Linked DNA regions of Macaca mulatta: all the other regions are linked to region 3. The links are chromatin contacts, called in public Hi-C maps. All regions are on one chromosome and are shown on one strand. Each heading gives the region's core, a stretch centred on a gene start, on an enhancer-like site or on the middle of the called end of the contact. The rest is flanking DNA. Distances are from core to core; before and after follow the strand shown. Region 1 holds the start of ZC3H18 (zinc finger CCCH-type containing 18). Region 2 overlaps ZFPM1 (zinc finger protein, FOG family member 1). Region 3 holds the start of ZFPM1 (zinc finger protein, FOG family member 1).

Region 1 (3,571 bases), core at 315-2,814, 110 kb after region 3:
GCTTGCCTGGGCCCCACTTGAAGAACCCTGTTGAGGGTGGCACGGCTGGTCACAGGGCACTTCTTCTTTTAAACTGACATTGTTTTCCAAAGAGGCTGTGATCAACAGAGTTTACTGTTCATGAAACTCAGATCGCAGCCAGGCACGTGTCGGTCACAGCCGGTGCCGGCTGCTCCTTTGCATGGATGGTAATGTCCATGCAGGTTTATGTTTGTCAACTGGCCGTTGCTGGGTGGGACTGTCTTACCGACACATAAAGCCTACAGAAGGCGCCAACTCGCGTTACAGGGCTGCTCCTGACACGACCAAAATCACCAGGGTGGAATTCACACTCCTCTTACATAACCATAACAAGTTGCTGGGATCACAGGCATGTACCACCATGTCCTGTTAATTTTTTTGTAGAGGCAGGGGTGTTGCTTTGTTGCCCAGGCTGGCCTCAAACTCCTGGAGGAGGTGGTACTCCAAGCTTGGCCTCCCAAAGTGCTAGGATTACAGGCGTGAGCCACAGGGCCACGTCTGTGGTACGTCTTCCAAGGACACAAATCCTATCAGATCAGGATCCCACCCTTATAATCTCATTTAACCTTAATTCTCTAAAGGCCCTTTCTGCAAACACAGTCACATTGGGGATTACGGCTTCACATACAAATGTTAGGGGGACAGAACTCGGTCCATAGCATGGAGTCGCACAGTATTTGTCCTTTTGTGATTGGCTTGCTTTACTTAATATGTTTCCAAGGTTCACCCACGTTGTGGCACGGGTCTGAACTTCACTCTTCTGGATGGCTGACTCACATTCCACTGCATGGACAGGCCGCATTTTGTCTGTTCATCAGTTCCTCCACATCTCGCTCCCTTGTTTCCACCCTGGGGATATGGAGGAAGATGGGGTGGGCGAAGTCCTGTGACCCCCAGGACCAGCCACATCGTTGGCAGGGGACAGTGCAGGATGAAACAGTGGGCCCCTGGTCTTGGGCCGGGCCCTCCGTCTCTAGAGCAGCTCGCACCGCTGCAGCCCCTGGACGTCCCAGGCTGTGGACGCGCCCGGGGGACGCCGCGATGAGCAGGACACGGGACAGGTCCCCTTGCTGGCGCTGCTCGCGTTGAACCGCGCGGGGAGCCGGGCAGCCCATGGGAAAGGTAAGAATTGTTAGGCTTTTAATCTAAAGTCGATACCTGAAAAAATAATTCCGGAGCTAAGCATTTAATATCAACATTCAATAAAGCAGGAGATACCAGCCCGACGAAAACCGCTTTAAGTTTTCCGCGTTGATGAACTCGATCATCCCCCAGGGATGAAGAACCCACCAGCCGAGCCAGAGCCCCGTCACGTGACCCGGCGGCCACGGGGAGCCCTGTGCGCAGGCGCGGAGCCGGACTCCCGCTCCCGAGGAGCGAACTCCCTGTGGCGCCTGCGCTGTAGCGGGGGCTCGGCGGGCGCGCGCGCGTCCGGGCGCCCGCCGCGGGGGCGGAGCCGCGCGGAGGCCGGAAGGAAACTGGAGGGGGCGGGGCGAGGGAGGGAAGCCCGCCGGCCGTAGGACGACCGTCGCGGCCTGATGACGTCGCACAATGGCCGGCCCCCGCGGGTAGTGGAGCCCGTTTGTTCCGCCCGCGTCGAGCCTGGAGCCAGAGCCTGTGAGGAACGGAAGGGCCAAGGGACGTCTTCTCCACGCCGCTCCGACTCCAGCAGAGCCGTGGCCCCCTCTCCGTCCTAGCGCTGAGGTTAGCGGGGGCCGGGCGGGCGGCGGGAGGCCGGGCCGGCGGCGGCGGGAGGAGGAGGCCGCCGAGGCGGCGGCGGCGGCGGGAGTGAGGCCCGGGACCCTGGCGCGCCTCCGGCCGTGCGGACCCGCCGACCGAAGACTGGCCCTTGGGCCAAGGGAGGGGGACCTTGAGACAGGCACCACCCCGCGTTCCGTCCGTAAGCGGCCCCGCGGTCCTGTGGCGCCCTCAGCGCCTGAGCTCCTCGCGCGCTGCCTCCGCGCCCCGCGGCGGAGTTTATTTTCCTGAAGCTGTCATTTCTCTTCCGGGCCACTCGCGTGGCACATGTGTGCCGCCCGCTAAGGGGCGGTGAGAGGCGCCCAGGTTAACCTCCGGAATAGGTCAGCCCTTGCTGTTTCTGGGCTCTTCGGAGAACTTTGAGCTCTTCATGAGCCTTCTGGAACTTGCGCCGCAGCTTCAGAGTGTGCACAGGTTGGACGTGGTGATTGCCCCAAGACGCGCGCCGGTCTCTTAGGAGTATGTAACTTCCTTGCCCCTTGGATCAGGAGATCAGAGGTGCTGGGTCCTTTATATAAACTAACTGCAGATATAATGCTGGAAGAACCGAAACTTACAGCCTTGCTCCTGCCAAAAATTAAGTTTTCCTGACTACTTTGTGACAGCTGAGTTTGCCGGTTAGAGTGGCCGTTTTAAATGAGCTTTGTTCCGCTAACTCATTTGCAAGGGTAGGTCATTCTTCAGACCCGTTTGGGAAAATGGAAGAAGAGAGTGTTTGGCATCTGCAGTACCGTTTGGGGTGTAGCAAGGCGCTCGTCATTTCTCCTGAGACTCACTTCCAGCTTGTTGTCTGTAGAGTGGTCCTTTCCCGTTCAGTTGTTGAGATTCTCCTGGTGAGCCTTGACCTCGGCTGAATCCCGCTTCCCAGCCTTGGGAGGAGAGTCTTTGCCTGATAATTTTACTATCTAAGGGCAGTATGGAACCCAGCCAGCCCTGGAACCGGTCAAATGTGTCCCAAAGCCGGAAACTCCTCTCCCATTTTAGGTGGGACATGCTGAAATGTTGTAAGAAAGCTTTGTGGAGTCACTCCAGAAAGCAAACAGGTAAGTTAACCTGTGGCCTAGATCGTGTTTCAAGAGATTTGTATTTTGTCACGGCTACAGAGCATCTCAAGGTGAGTACCTCCTTATCAAGCAGTTTAGTGGTCAAGCTTGGTCAGTTTGCGAGTGGGGTCTGTCACCAACCTTGATAACTTTCATTTAGATATTGTAAGCCCGTGAGGTTATGAGTCAGAATTTTAACCAGATGTTCCAGAACTCAGGCATTCAAATAGGGACTGCTCTGTTGAAAGTAACTGTCCCAAAATGTTGTGCTTGTATTTCATTGGTGCTTCTTTGCCAAAACCTCTTTAGAACTCCTGTTTTGGTAGTAAAAATGTAGTCATATGGGAAAATCAGTTTTATTCAGTAGTCACCCTCCAGGTTTGACCAAAAGTTGTCTTATGTGGTTGGTAACTTACCTTATCAGGTGAGACTCTGACTTGCAGCACTTATCAGAGACTAGCTTGAGAGGAGGAAGATTTGCCACCACGGAGAACACCAGAAGACTTCTTCAGGCTTGGAAGGTCATTCGAAATGAGAAGGTTCCCAAATGCTCTGCATTTCAGCAGTGCCATTGGAGTCTGTGCATCCTCCCAGAGGGACTGCTTGGAAGGGAGGTAGCACCTAGTCTTTATTATTACTATTATTTTTTGAGATGGAGTCTCACTCTGTTGCCCAGGCTGGAGTGCAGTGGCACGATCTTGGCTCACTGCAACCTCCTCCTCCTGGGCACTTATTTTCAATTCCTTTCT
Region 2 (3,802 bases), core at 269-2,768, 75 kb after region 3:
CCAAGGAGACCTACCCCAACGAACGCGTCTGCCCCTTCCCCCAGTGCCGCAAGAGCTGCCCCAGCGCCAGCTCCCTGGAGATCCATATGCGCAGCCACAGCGGTGAGCCCCCACAGCGGTGAGCCCCCACCCCAGACGCGGGTCCTCAGGATGCCGGCTGCTTCCCCACCCAGTCCTGCAGGCCGCCCCGGAAAACCCACATGCAAGCACCCACAGTGCCACGATTCACCTGTGTGGTCTCCGGCACACCCAAGACCCCCGCAGGGGCCCAGAGCAGGCAGGCCAGCCTGTGGGCTATCTGGGTAGTCAGCTGAGGGCTGGGCCCACTGCAGTCCCGAGAGACAAAGGGCCAAGGAGGGGGAGGGGTGTAAAGAGCCTTCAGCACTGGGTCCCCCGCTCCGGCACAGTTCATGGCCCTGGCCCAGTTGCCTTCCTCGTCCCTGGAGTCCCAAGGTCAAGCTGGCCCGGGCACCGCTCTTATGCGCCCTGTGTTCCAGGAGAGCGGCCCTTCGTGTGCCTGATCTGCCTGTCGGCCTTCACCACCAAGGCCAACTGCGAGCGGCACCTCAAGGTGCACACGGACACGCTGAGCGGTAGGCGCCACAGGGGCCGGGGGATGTGTGGGGCCCGCCCTCCGCCCTGGGCCCTGACCAACTCGCCATGGCCCACAGGTGTCTGCCACAGCTGTGGCTTCATCTCCACCACAAGGGACATCCTCTACAGCCACCTGGTCACCAACCACATGGTCTGCCAGCCAGGCTCCAAGGGTGAGATCTACTCGCCAGGGGCCGGACACCCAGCAACCAAGCTGCCCCCAGGTGAGCAGCCCTGTGGGGGCCACCCCCTGCCCCTTGGGCCCCCTGAGCAGAGGGAAGGGAGCGGGCTTGTCGCCCAAGACAGGTGTAAACCATTTCCGCCCACCCGTCCCCTCCCGGAGCTCGCCCTTCAGCTCTGACCGGCCAAGTCCTGCCCCAGGCCTGAGGTGCCACCCCTGCGGTCTCTCTGCAGACAGTCTGGGTAGCTTCCAGCAGCAGCACACGACGCTGCACGGCCCCCTGGCCTCTGCGGACCTGGGTCTGGCGCCCACCCCATCGCCAGGACTGGACAGAAAGGCCCTGGCAGAGGCCACCAACGGAGAGGCCAGAGCAGCCCCCCAGAATGGAGGCAGCAGCGGGCCCCCGGCGGCCCCCAGGAGCATCAAGCTGGAGGCGGTGGAGGAGCCGGAGGCCGCCCGCGCCCCGGGCACCGGAGAGCCTGGGCCCCAGGCCCCGTCGCGGACGCCGTCGCCTCGCAGCCCCGCCCCGGCCAGGGTGAAGGCCGAGCTGTCCAGCCCCACGCCGGTCTCCAGCCCGGTGCCAGGCGAGCTGAGCCTGGCCGGGGCCCTGTTCCTGCCGCAGTACGTGTTCGGGCCCGATGCGGCGCCCCCAGCCTCGGAGATCCTGGCCAAGATGTCCGAGCTGGTGCACAGCAGGCTGCAGCAAGGCGCGGGCGCGGGAGCCGGCGGCGCGCAGACCGGGCTCTTCGCGGGGGCCCCCAAGGGCGCTACGTGCTTCGAGTGCGAGATCACCTTTAGCAACGTCAACAACTACTACGTGCACAAGCGCCTCTACTGCTCGGGCCGCCGCGCGCCCGAGGACGCGCCCGCCGCGCGCAGACCCAAGGCGCCCCCCGGCCCGGCCCGCGCGCCCCCTGGCCCGCCCGCCGAGCCCGACGCGCCGCGCTCGTCCCCGGGCCCCGGAGCGCGCGAGGACGGGGCCGGGGGTGCGGCCACGCCCGAGGACGGCGCGGGCGGCCGGGGCAGCGAGGGCAGCCAGAGCCCGGGTAGCTCCGTGGACGACGCAGAGGACGACCCCAGCCGCACGCTGTGCGAGGCCTGCAACATCCGCTTCAGCCGCCACGAGACCTACAGCGTGCACAAGCGCTACTACTGCGCCTCGCGCCACGACCCGCCGCCGCGCCGCCCGGCCGCGCCCCCGGGAACCCCCGGGCCGGCCGTGCCCCCGGCCCCCGCCCCAGTCGCGCCCGTGCGCACGCGCAGACGCCGCAAGCTTTACGAGCTGCACGCGGCCGGCGCCCCGCCCCCCCCGCCGCCCGGCCACGCCCCCGCGCCCGAGTCGCCGCGGCCCGGAAGCGGAAGCGGAAGCGGCCCCGGCACCGCCCCTGCGCGCTCGCCAGGCCCGGCGGCCGACGGTCCCATCGACTTAAGCAAGAAGCCGCGGCGCCCGCCCGCCGGAGCCTCGGCACCAGCGCTGGCCGACTACCACGAGTGCACGGCCTGCCGCGTGAGCTTCCACAGCCTCGAGGCCTACCTGGCGCACAAGAAGTACTCGTGCCCCGCTGCGCCACCGCCCGGCGCGCTCGGCCTCCCCGCCGCCGCCTGCCCCTACTGCCCCCCGAACGGCCCGGTGCGCGGGGACCTGCTGGAGCATTTCCGCCTGGCGCACGGCCTGCTGCTCGGCGCACCCCTGGCCGGCCCGGGGGTCGAGGCCCGGACGCCGGCCGACCGCGGCCCCTCGCCCGCACCTGCGCCCGCCGCCTCCCCGCAGCCCGAGCCCCGCGGCCCCCGGGACGGCCTCGGCCCGGAGCTCCAGGAGCCGCCGCCGGGCCCGCCCCCGTCCCCGGCCGCCGCGCCCGAGGCCGTGCCACCCGCGCCGGCGCCCCCCTCCTACTCGGACAAGGGCGTCCAGACCCCCAGCAAGGGCACGCCGGCGCCCCTACCCAACGGCAACCACCGGTACTGCCGCCTTTGCAACATCAAGTTCAGCAGCCTGTCCACCTTCATCGCCCACAAGAAGTATTACTGCTCCTCGCACGCCGCCGAGCACGTGAAGTGAGCGCCACACTACAGCCGCAGACGCTTTGCACGCCCCCCGGCGAGGCGGGGGGGGGGCCGCCCCCAGGCCGTACGGACTCTGGCTCCTGGGAACCCCGCCATGCACAGGCCTGGGCGGAGGGGCTCGCAAGGGACAGCGCCCGCCTGGACCCTTGGCACTTAATAAAGAAGTACAGTTTGATGAGCATGGTGGTGGACCAGCCTAGTTCTCTGAGCCGGCAGGCACACGCAGCCAGCGCCACCTCCACCCCCGGTTTGTACACAGGCCCCTGCGGCCCAGAGTGGCTGGGCCCCTGCAGGAGTCACACCGCAGGTGGTGCTAAGAGCTAGACCGACCCTCAGGTTGGAGACCACAGCACACACTGAACCACTGCAGGGCCAGCCGCTCTGGGCCCACTCCACCCCACCCCTGTCCATAAACCCCTAGGGAGGGCAGCCTCCGCACTGCTGACCCTCTCCGCGGTCTACTTGGCCACCAGACACAGAAGGGAAAGGCACTGTCCTGGCTGACCATCCCCCAACCCTCCATGGTCCTGGGGGTCCGATGTCCCCCATCCAGTCACAGACCACCAGGGATGGCAGGGGTGGGGGCGCCCTGGGGAGGATGAAGCCCTGTGGTCGCCAAAGGGGGGGAAGAATGGGCGAGTAGGTGGACAGGAGAGGAAAACGAAGGGCAAAGCATTCCCTGGCCTCCAGGGGGTCCTGATGCTCACTGGTGGGTGCACCTCTCCCTCAGAACCAGGGCTGGGGACAGCTGTGTGATGGCGGAGTCGGTGCAAGGACCAGGGCACCCCATCCTGTCTTCCCTGCCGTGCTGGGCTGTATGGGCCGGCAACACTGAGGGAATACGTGGCTGACCACAGTGAGCCACGGCGTCACCTTGCCGTTTGCAGCTGGGCGGCTGTGGGCAGCCTCCATCGTGCTTTCTCACTGGAGAACAAAAACATTTCTCCATTCCCGACGTCACTT
Region 3 (3,257 bases), core at 242-2,741:
TAGGGGCTCCATCCAGTTGACAAACATTGGGTGGGGTGGGGGCGTGGGCAGAGGTCCTGGGTTGAGTGAACCAATCAGACATGGGCCCCACCCCTTCCAGAGAGCAGCTGTGGGAAGGCTGTGCCCACTGGACCCTGGCAGAGAGCAGGAAGGGCTGGAGGACCCGTATGCCCCTGGGCAGCTCTCTTGGCCTCCTGGTCGCAGTGTTCCTGTCTGTCTATGGTGGTGGAGCAGGGGAGAGGGGGCGCGGCGTGTATCCAGTGACGTACCCTTGTCTTTCCTACCCACTCACCACTCTCCTGTGCCAGGGAGAGAGACCACTACTCCAGTTCCTTGGAGCCAGGGAATAGGTCACAGGAGTCGGCATGAGATGGGGTCTCAGGAGCTCCCAGCAGGCTGGCAGGTGGTGTGACAGACCTGCTGTGCCATGGTCTCGTCGCCACATGGGAGGGGTCCTTCCTGTCTGCCCCTGGGCCCACTCACCCCCGTTTCTAATGAGTATGGGGATGGGGAAGCAGGCAGCAAGTGCAGGCCGAGAACATTAAAAGGAAATGATACAACTCAGCTGGGAGTGGGGGACACCCCCCAGTGCGTGACCTTGAGCAAGTCCCCGAGCCTCCATCAGGTGGGGCTCTTGGGCGCCATTAACACACCCCAGAGGGCAACAGCCCGGTTCTCCATTTCCAGGCCTGAGCTGACAGCACAGCGCCCACAAATCTCGCTGACCTCTGACTGCCCCGAGAGGGGGCTGTGGCCCGGGCGCTGTGGGCACCTCCTTCGTGGGTCTCCTGCGGGGCGCCCTGGAGAGGCTCGGTGAGGAAAGAGGCCCCAAGGGGCAACGCCCAGGGCTGCCGGCTCCCGCACCCCCTCCTCGATTTCCAGCCTGGTCTGAGCTCACAGGGGAAGACCCGAGATCCCGCTCTCCTGGCTGTCCTGAGGGTGCGGACTAACACCATTTGGGGGCCATGGCAGGTGGCGGACCCCGTGCTGCTTTCACCGCAGTCTGGGACGGAAGCCCCCTTCCCGGCCCGAATCCGCTCCACACCCCAAGTCTGGCCCAAGACAAACGTGGGCGTCAAGGCCTCGGGCTTCCTGAGCCGGTCATCACTGCCCCCACCGCGCACGTGGAGCGGGCGGCGGAGCCCAAGGGTCTGGGAAGGAACCACGGGATGGGGGCGGAGTTACAGGGCGGGGGCGGAGCCTCGGCGTCTCAGGGCCCAACCAGGTCGGGTCAGGTTTGGGGGCGGAGCTGGCACCAAGAGGCGGGGCGCGGGATGCCGTGCCGCGGGGCAGAAGAACAGAACAGAACCGAATAGGTCTCAGAGTCCCAGCCGGGCCTGGGACGTGGCCTCCGGGCAAAGGAGGAGTCGGGGAGGGAGGCTAGAGGTCTCCCCGGGACTGGGGCAGGGCCGAACCAGGAAGGGGCGGGGCATAGAGCGGGGCGGGGCCAGTGCCTTGAAGGCCCAGACGGACAGGGGCGGGGCCGTAGCGCTGGGGGCGGAGACAGCGCCGTGAAGAGCCGGCGGCCTGGGGCGTGGTCGCGGCGCTGGGGGCGGAACCTGAGCGGTGTAGGGCCCAGCAGGCGGAGCGGGGCGGGGCCGGAGCTCGGGGGCGTGGCGGGGCGGGAGGCGCGGCGGCCGACAACGCTCAGGCCCCGCCCCGCCCCGCGCCTCCTGCGCCTCGGAGCGCCCTCGCAGTGGCCGCCTGCTCCGCCGCTCGCCGCCCGCGGGTTCCATTGAGAAAAGCTGAGCGGCGGCGGCGGCGAGTGCGCGGAAGCGGAGGAGCCGGCACCCGCCCGCCGGGCAGTCCGCGCACCCGCAGCGCAGGACCGTGGCCTCTCAGGCCTCCGCGGCGGCGCCAGCGGCTCCGGGGCTGGACGTGCGGGCTGGGGGCGCGGGCCGGGGCGGCCGCGGAAACCGGGGGCCGGGGGCATGAGCGGCCCCGCGGCCCCGCCGCGCCCCCGCCGCCCGCCGCCGCCCGCCCGGGGCTAGAGGCGGCCGCCGGGAGGGCGCGCGGCGCCGGAGACATGTCCAGGAGGAAACAGAGCAACCCCCGGCAGATCAAGCGTGAGTCAAACTTTGCCCGTCGTCCCCGCCGTCCCCGCCGCGCGCCCGACCCCCGCTGGGGCCCTGCCGCCAGCGCCGCCCCCGCCTGTCCCCGCTCTGCCCCGGGCGCAGGCGACCTTCACCCCGCGCCGCGCCCCCCGCGCTGTGCCAAGCGCGCCGTAATCTAATCTCCGCCGGCGGCCTGGGCCCCCGCGTCTCGGCTTGGGCACCAGGGGGTCCAGCCCAGGAGGGGGCCGCCCGGAGGCCGGGAGGAGGGTGGTTGGGGGCGCGGCCCGGGCAGCGCTTGGCCCCTCGCGGCCTGCCCCTCCCCCGCATCTGCGAGATGGTGCGGCGATAGGGCGGCCCCGATCTGGGCTCAGATAAAGTTTAAAATATTCCATTCTGCAAGTCCCGTCCTGATAAGATCGTTCTGTCGGGACGGGCTGAAATTGTGATCTTATCTCGCGCGGTTGACTCTCCCAGGCTTTGTATCTAGAAGCGGAGAGAGACCTGGGAGGGAGAGGGGACACCCGGGGCCGCGTGGAGATGCCTGGCCAAGTGGCAAGGACCCGCCCGCGCCCACCCCCACCGGTGCCGTCGCAGAGCGCAGGGCAGGGGAGGGGGGAGCGCGCAGCTGCTGCAGTCTAGGCACTTGGCTCCAGCCCCCCAGACATCTCCACCCCGTGCCCTAGTGCTGGGGTCCTGAACCCAGGCCCTGCCTGCCTGGTGACACCTCCTGGACCCTGCAAATGTCCCAGCCAAGGCGGCATGGGCAACGAATGGTGCCCTCGGATGCCCGCGGGTACCCCCTGGCATCCCAGGGGGCTGCTCTGAGTCAGAGAAGGGCCTCCCAGGACGTAGCCCCAGGCCAGGGTCGCCCCTGCACGCAACCAAGTTTCTTGCTGGTCCGGCTCCCTGCGGGGTCAGAGGTTGCGGCCCCACCGCCACATTGCCAGTGCCCCCACGATGAGAACTGCGCTCTCGGGACCACTGTCTGGCCTGGGCCTCTGGGCTGTGCCAGGAGGGAGCAAGAGCACAGGAAGCTCCCCTCCCCACCCTAGGCCAATAATAACTTTGCGCCTCATGGTTAGGGCCCAGGCACAGGTCTTCCTCCCTGGGGCGCCTCCCCGGAGCCTGACGGGCAGGTCGTCTGAGCCCTGCCAGGAGGCCACGACGGAAACCGGCCCGCTGCCCAGCCGCAGGCGCCCGGGC

What was found. A called contact is a pair of places that touch in the nucleus more often than the background predicts.
Region 1: a contact with region 3 is called in a Hi-C map of liver, with 2.6 times the contacts expected there. The contact joins the promoter of ZC3H18 here to the promoter of ZFPM1 in region 3. A contact is called at or near these places in 3 of 14 Hi-C or Micro-C datasets (blood, fetal cortex germinal zone and liver).
Region 2: a Hi-C map of fetal cortical plate shows a contact between it and region 3, with 2.2 times the contacts expected there. The contact joins the enhancer-like site here to the promoter of ZFPM1 in region 3. A contact is called at or near these places in 6 of 14 Hi-C or Micro-C datasets (CD4 T cells, blood, cortical neurons and 3 more).

Annotation. Positions count from the first base shown.
Region 1 is chr20:83,953,392-83,956,962 of T2T-MMU8v2.0, forward strand. It overlaps ZC3H18 (zinc finger CCCH-type containing 18), which reads left to right and starts at 1,565. Exons shown (of 18, transcript XM_077986704.1): 1 at 1,565-1,725. LOC144338181 (a long non-coding RNA gene) reads left to right here and starts at 3,247. Exons shown (of 3, transcript XR_013412065.1): 1 at 3,247-3,436.
Region 2 is chr20:83,913,998-83,917,799 of T2T-MMU8v2.0, forward strand. ZFPM1 (zinc finger protein, FOG family member 1) reads left to right here. Exons shown (of 10, transcript XM_028841554.2): 7 at 1-102; 8 at 498-593; 9 at 672-818; 10 at 1,009-3,018. The coding sequence ends at 2,834. Among named protein-coding and RNA genes, the nearest start is that of ZC3H18, 39 kb to the right of the region's middle. Within about 2 kb of position 1,519, at least 25 of the 40 cell types and tissues checked have an H3K27ac peak or open chromatin away from gene starts, as enhancers often do. A contact at or near this core is called in CD4 T cells, blood and fetal cortical plate, where this site is marked.
Region 3 is chr20:83,839,229-83,842,485 of T2T-MMU8v2.0, forward strand. It overlaps ZFPM1 (zinc finger protein, FOG family member 1), which reads left to right and starts at 1,492. Exons shown (of 10, transcript XM_028841554.2): 1 at 1,492-2,066. The coding sequence starts at 2,027.